Linked DNA regions of Macaca fascicularis: region 2 is linked to region 1. The links are chromatin contacts, called in public Hi-C maps. All regions are on one chromosome and are shown on one strand. Each heading gives the region's core, a stretch centred on a gene start, on an enhancer-like site or on the middle of the called end of the contact. The rest is flanking DNA. Distances are from core to core; before and after follow the strand shown.

Region 1 (3,717 bases), core at 1,145-3,644:
AAATCTACTTTCCTACTCCTCTGAGGACAATGCTTCAGGGTAAACTGGTATTTCCCAGTGGCATGCCCACTTGACAACATGCCCGTTCACTCATTTCCTTTCCTTCTCCACCACTTGGCCTCCGGCCTGAGAAAGGGGCCAGCAATAAGGAATGACAGACAGTAAGGCAATCTTACAATGTCAGAAAATGTATTTGGCTTTTTTTTTCTTTTTAAAATAAGTGCATACAAATACAGCTAGAAGCATTTCTGATTTGCCAAGTGCTCTAAAAAAGCAGCGCAAGTCACAGCCTACATAGAACGGTAACTGTCACCAGGATAATAAAGCACAAAGATATGCTAATAACGTTAACAAAAGAAAAAAATGCCTTTATAAGTACATACCTTTTGTCGTCAAAAAAAAATATAGAAACACAATGTATTCAAAAAAAAATCAAAATTATACAGCCATGTTTATGAAGTCTACATTTCCCTTGTCTTGGATATATATATATATGGAGATATATATATACAATTCAAGCAGTTTTAATTAAGGGTAATCATTGGGTTTTTCTGAAACCGGAAAGTCACGAGTCTCTCTCTTTTTTCACTTTCACATCTCCAGCAAGGATGGTTGCAATTTCCCCTTGCATAAAGGCCCAGGGGACATTGGAGCCCACAAGAGGGCATTTTTCCCCACTGGGACAATAGACCTCTCCACTAGCTCCCTGCTGTTTGATGCTTTGTCTGGAGCAAGGGAAGCAGAACTTGTGCGAAGGGACGGACGGGCACTGCACAAAATGGGTGTCCTCCAGCCGCTCGTGGCAGAGGGTGCAGCACAGCGGGGCACTGGCTGCCAGAGAGGAGTCCGGGAGGCTGGCAGGGTGCACTGGCTCCAGTCCTCCTGTGTTGCCTGCTCCCTGGCCCCCCACCTCTCTGGGGCCCAGCCTTCTTTGGTTCATAGAGGACGGAGAGGGCGGACTGTTGCTATTCCTCCTGGTAGTGGAGTGAACCTGGTTGGCATCTTTTGAGGCATGACTGCCCCCTGCATTGTCTGCTACTAAGATCAGGGCTGCCATGGGGGACTGGCCATTCTGGGCCGCTTCAGGCGGTGTGGTCCGGTTGGAATGAGGTGAGGCAGTGGGTGGTGGCGGAGACACAAAAGAGGATGTAGGAGTCATGGGGATCTTGAGCCCTTCTGTGGATGTGGACAGCCACGGCTGGGCCTCTCCATTGATCTTAGGGGGCCCGACTTCACCTTCTGGTTCTGGAGAGGGCTTCCTTTTCCTTGCTGTTCTTGCAACTGGAAACACAAAGAAATAAAAGGAAAAAGGAAACATAAATGGCGGTGCACTGAAAGGGATCCTTCCCTTCCTAACCCGAAACAAAACTCGTTACAGAATTCCTCCTCTCTAAAAGCACAGACGGAAAACCCTCCTACGAGTTTCAGGTGCACATACACGCAACTTGAAACATTTAGGCGTGTGGGGTTCTGAGGCAGTAGACTGAAAATAAAACGGAGCCACTGAAAATGGCAGGCTTGTAACTGCCTGTTTTTACACATGCACAAAAGTACCCTAGTTTGCACTGGGCATGTGACTGCTAATGTCCCCCAATAGGTTAAAAGGTGACTAGTGCCCTCATGCTCCCATCCAAGAATGTGCTGGGAAAGGAAAACCCCGTGTCAGAGCGTATCAGCCCAGTCTGACTCATCTCTGTTATGCTGCTTCAGCACATGAACACGTTGCCACTAAGCACTGGTTCCGCCTCAGGCAGATCAGGAAGTGGGGTGTTTGTTGTTTCTGAGCTGGGGTAAAATGGTGAATCGAAAGAACCACCCCTCCTCTGCTCTCCGTCCCCTTTTCTCCCCTAGAACCCCTCACTTCACAGCCGCCCCTACCTGCTTTAGACCCGTTGGCCCCGTTGGCCTCGAAACCCAACAACCTGCCTGCAGTCAGGGCCGGCTCCTTCTTAAACTTGCTCTCGAAGGGCCCCGAGTGGCCGTGCTGGTGCAGCGCCAGCAGCGTGTCGCGCACGGTCTTGGGCCTGTTGACCCAGTCCTGCTCTCCAGACCCGCGGCTCTTGCCCGCACCTTCCGCGCTCAGCTCGGCGGCCCCGGCCGCGGTGGACAGGCTGTCCGCCGGGCCCCGGTGCGCAGGCGGCGGCGGTTGCTTCTCCTTGGCTGCCGCCTCGCGCTGCTCGTGCTCCACGGCCGCGCTGCTCGACACGGATGCCGGCCGCTTGTGGGCGCCCAGGTCGGTGGGCTGCGCGGAGCCCAGGCTGGCGGCCGCGGTTCCGGACACCGCGGCTAAGGAGGCGGCAGCGCGGCCGCCGAGGCCGAGCGCGGTGGGCAGCGGCGTGGCCGAGCCGTTCATGAGCGGCACCAGGGTGGGCGGCACCGCGTGGCCGCGCCGCGGGTTCGGGCTCTGGCGATTCAACTCGGGAGGCTCCTCTAGCTTGGAGAAGCCGTTGGGCACCAAGATGCCGTTCACGGGCGGCGGCTGCGGCGTCGGCGGCTGGGCCAGGCTCGCGGCCGGACGACTGCCGCCGAAGTCAGAGCCGAGGCGCGGGGGCCGCTCGGCCGCGGCCGCCAGGGGGTAGCGCTCCAGGGCCTGCGGCGCGCGCGGGGCCGCCTCGGGGCCGCCGTGGCCGAGCTGCTGCTGCTGCTGCAAGAGGATGTCCTTGGCCGAGAGCGGCGGCGGCTTGGCGGCGGCCGGGGCCGCGGCGCCGGGCGGGGAGCGACCCTCCGGGAAGCAGCCGTGCGCCCGCTTGAGCTGCCGCGCTGTCTCGATGACGAACTCGACGCGGTCGGCGCCCTCGTAGTTGACGCAGCCGCGGCACACAGGTTCGGTGAAGTCCCAGATCATGGCCCAGGGCATGCGGGGCAGATCACACAGGTAGCACGACTGCCGCCGGGACGCGGCCGCCACCGCCACCGCCGCGGCCATGTCCGAGGAGCCCGCGGCGCCGGAGGAGGAGGAGGAGGGGGCGCCGCCGCCGCCCCCCACCGGCACCACGCGCGCCCTCCTCCCCCCCCAACCCCGCGTCTCCCCCACCAGCGGCGGCGGCGGCCGCAAAGGCGGCGGCGGCGGCGGCAAAGCCCGCGAAGGCTCGGCGCCCGCGCAGCGCCCCCGGTGCACGAGGGGCGGCGGGCGCGAGGCGAGGGGCTGCAGCCGCGGCAGCAGTTCCCCCCGGCCGGCGCGGGCGCGGGCGGGCGGCGCGGTGCGGCGGTGCGGCGGGCGCGGCGGCGGGGGCTCGGCTGGAGCCGCGGCGGGCCTCCAGACCGGGGCGAAGACGGGCCGCGCGGGCGCGGGGGAGCGCAGCAGGTCGCGGCGGCGGCCGGCACAGTGTGCGGGGCGGGGGGCGGGGAGGCCGGGGGGGCAGGGGGCGGGGGGCGGCCGCCGGGGCAGGCTCAGCCCGAGCGGCGGGGCATGCCGCGCCGGGGCGGCGGCGGCTGGGCGGCGTGGAGCTCGGGTGCGGCGCAGGCCCCGGGTCGCTCCGCCGCTCTCTCACAGCTCCTGGCGTCGCCGCTCTCCAGCGCCAGCGTCAGCGGCCAGCCCGCCTCAGCTCTGCCGCCGCCACCGTCGCTGCTGCTGCTGCCGCCGCGGCCGCTCCACTTCTACAGACTTGATTCTTCGACAGTCTCGCACAGCGCCTGCGCGGGCCCCCTCCCCTCGGGCGCGTGCCCGCCCTCCCGCGCGCGCGCTCCCCTCCCCCCTGCGCGCCGAAGGAGCGCTGT
Region 2 (3,569 bases), core at 531-3,030, 110 kb before region 1:
CAAGGATTGTTTTGCATTGTTATCCATTATGTCCAACTTATTGAGTTGTAAAATAGCTCAAAGGCCACGAAAGGTGCACAGCCCCTATAGGATCAAAATTAGATAACCCTGAAGAGTGGGTGGGCTCTAGACCTTTTCCTACAAAGGGCTAGATAGTAAATGTTTTCGGTTTTGCAAGCCATATGGTTTTTGTACAGATATTCAACTGCCATTGAACATGCAAGTAATCTTAGACAAAATGTGAAGGGTGAATGTGGCTGTGTGCAATAAACTTTATTTACAAACACAGGTGACTAACTGGATCTGGCTTACTGGCTGTAGTTGGCCAACCCTGCTCTAAACAATGCATAATTTTCCATTGAAGCATACATTTTACCCTACAGATACAACAATAAGATGTTGTTACGGGCTGAATTGTGGCTTCCCAAAATTCCTTTGTTAAAGTCCTAACCCCCACTACCTCTGAATGTAACTGTAGTGGGACATGGGGACGTTAAAAGGATGATTAAGGTAAAATGAGGTCATGTTGGTGGGTCCTAACCCAATATAACTGATGTCCTTATAAGAAGAGAAAATTAGGACTGGGCACAGTGGCTCATTCCTGTAATCTCAGCACTTTGGGAGGCTGAGGCAGAAGGATCTCTTGAGCTCAGGAGTTCGAGACCAGCCTGGGCAACATAGTGAGACCTCCATCTTAAAAAGAAGAAGAAGAGGAAGGAGGAGGAGGAGGAGGAGCAGAAGAAATGAAAAGAAAAAGAGAGAAGGCAACTAGGACATGGATTGGCACAGAGGGAAGACCATGTGGTGACACAGAGAGAAGATGACCATCTATAAGCCAAGGAGAGGGGCCTCGGAAGAAACACACCCTGCCAATACATTGGTCTTGGACCTTCAGCCTCCACAACTGTGAGGCAATATAATAGCCCTAGCAAACGAATACAGATGTCTTCCAGTTTTAAAAAGATAGCTACATAATCATGGGTCAAGTGAACAGGACGCTACTTTTCCTTAAAATTGTTTTATTAAATGCAATATTGGCAACATACACTTCAAAAGTGGAGATAGGAGGAAGGTTTGGATGTCAAACAAGTTTAGAAACTATAGCAAACTGTAGTTCCTTCTTAGAAATCCACTACATTCTCAGTATGCATAATGCTCCTGAGATATCCTGCAATCACGTCTGTTCAACCTTTGCATAACCCTGACTTTCCCAAACTTTGAATGCCTTTTCAAAAAGAGATACAGTTCTGATGAATAAAACCATTGTTCTTGGAACACACTTTGGAAACACTAGTATGAACAAATTATGAGGCAAATATTCTAAGGATGTAAAGATGTCTGTGGACTGAGCCTTGAGAACTGTGGGATTCAGAAGGCTGGAAGGGAATACACACGTTCCAGGTAGGGGCAAAGGGAAGACTCTCTGTGGCCCGTCATGCGGGGTCATGATGTGGAAAGCAAGGCACAGAGGGGCCAGGCTGCCCAGAGCTGAGTGCTCACATTGCTGTGTGATAGGAAGGCTGGTCCTGAAGGAAGGATCAGTGCCCCCTTGTCAAAGAGAACCTGAGGCTTTCAGTGTCCAATTGTAGGATAAGGAGTGGAATTTGGAACATCTGGCCCTTGGTGTCCTCCTGGTGATCACTTCCAACAGAACTTAAACGCCCACAAAGGGTTCCTTCTATGAAGTCTCTGTCAATGGGGTGAAAGCCCGGATGGTGCGCCCAATGCCAGCCCGAAGCCACCAGATGGCGCGCGGAACCCGCAATGCACGCACGCCAGCCTTGCGTTTGTCCCCGCACTGGCCCCAGGCCTTGGGAAATGTGTCTTTCCCCTGCCTTTTTACACTTTAGGAAGCTCATCTTTAGAGATGCATGTGAAACACCCCCCGCCCCGCACAGCTGTGCTCCTCCTGCCCTTCCCCTCCTGGGACACATCGGCAGCCTTTCCCCGGTCTGAAGAGTTTCCAAGCCGAGGAGTCTCTTGCACGTTTGTTCTACTGGAACTCGAAGCCGGAAGCACTGAGCTTCCATTTTGTAACCCACAATCCCGGTGAAGTACAATCGTTAGGGAAAAAACATCTCAAGGATTGTGTGTTAGGGCAACCTCATTTCTGGCATGAAAACAAGCCCTGCAAACACTCTGTTACTCTGGTGTTCTGACTGCAAACACAGGGGGATGTAAGATTTTTAAGTAATCCCAAACCTCAGCCCTGAAGAGTTAATGATGTTCCTCATGCCACTGGGGCACGAAAGAAAGACTTGCATGTTCGGGTGGTTATGACTTGCCCAGAGCGGTGGAACGAGCCATAAGGCTGAAGGCCAAGGGATTCGGGCCACCCATGCAGTGAAATAATCCCCCAGAAATGCAGAGCCGGGAGTGGAAATGAAAGTAAAGAGAAGAGTCATTCCAGGGCATTGGCTAAACCTGACTAAACCTGACTGATCATCAAGCCTAAAGTTTGCTTGACTCCCGAAACTGCAAATCTCAGATTTGGGATGTACTGCCTAGATACCAGGAAATGACAGAAATCAAGCAGTTGGAACACTGTTCTTGTCCAACTCTGGGTCTTAAGCTCTGTTCTCATTTTCAGTTCCAAAAGCAATGAATAATTAATAAGGTAGTTTTTGAATGGAAAGCACATTTCAATGGATGGGTGATGCTTTCCGAAAGGCCTCTGACAGTTACTGTTTATTTCCTTCTTTCTTTCTCTTTTTGAAATAAAACCATGGAAGTGAAGACTGAAGCAATATTCAAATATACGACATCCCACATGTTTGACCCACCAGAGACTTGCACCAGTAATGAAAAGCAGGATCTAATATCTACCTTGTCACCTACTGTATGCCTCACACTCTGTTCCATGTTTTTATGGAAGTAATGTCTCATTTAATCCTCACAGTCATGGCTCCGTAGTTGGCACTGGCCCAGGTTTTTAGATGAGGACCCTAGTCTCCTATAAGGTTAAGCAGCTCACCCAAAGTCACACAACTAGTAAATTTGAGAATAAGGAATTGGAACTTGGTATATCTGACTTCAAAGCCTCAGTTCCTCTTCCTTTGCCCATGCATTTCACAGACTCATGGGACCTCATGGAGTTAGAAGGGATCTGGGAGGGCATTTGGATGAATGTTCTAAATAATACATGAATCTCTTTTCCAGCATTCTCTGTAAGTTGAAAGCTAAACAAGTGTGAATGTGCCTGAAATCAAAAGCTGAAGCCGAAAAAGAAGTCAGAGCAAGACTTCAGAATTCAGATAGAGGGCCTAAAATACATGTAATAGATTTTGGTCCTATTTTCTCTAAAAGTGGGACAGATGTATATATTTAAGTCTGTGAGACGACCAACAGTGCACCTAAGGAATGAGTCCAGAATGTTGTTCTCTTAGCCCAGCTCAAAGGGGAATAGTTGAAGAAAAATGACTAGGGAAAGAAGGCACGTGTTGGTATGGATGGGATGCCTGTGATATCCTGAAGATGTGTGCACTGTAATTCAAAGAGATTCAGAGGAATGCTACTGTTTCAGCATACACACCCTCAGGTCCTGGAACAATATGGTAAAAAGCTCCCCT

The links. A called contact is a pair of places that touch in the nucleus more often than the background predicts.
Region 2: a Hi-C map of liver shows a contact between it and region 1, with 5 times the contacts expected there. The contact joins the enhancer-like site here to the promoter of LOC141407064 in region 1. A contact is called at or near these places in 2 of 2 Hi-C or Micro-C datasets (liver and skeletal muscle).

The regions. Positions count from the first base shown.
Region 1 is chr1:14,525,079-14,528,795 of T2T-MFA8v1.1, reverse strand. LOC141407064 reads left to right here and starts at 2,394. Exons shown (of 9, transcript XM_073994398.1): 1 at 2,394-3,717. The coding sequence starts at 2,925. IRF2BP2 (interferon regulatory factor 2 binding protein 2) reads right to left here and starts at 3,601. Exons shown (of 2, transcript XM_005539751.5): 1 at 1,879-3,601; 2 at 1-1,281. The coding sequence starts at 2,926. The coding sequence ends at 566.
Region 2 is chr1:14,635,137-14,638,705 of T2T-MFA8v1.1, reverse strand. No RefSeq gene overlaps it. Among named protein-coding and RNA genes, the nearest start is that of TARBP1, 20 kb to the left of the region's middle. Within about 2 kb of position 1,780, at least 1 of the 6 cell types and tissues checked has an H3K27ac peak or open chromatin away from gene starts, as enhancers often do. A contact at or near this core is called in liver, where this site is marked.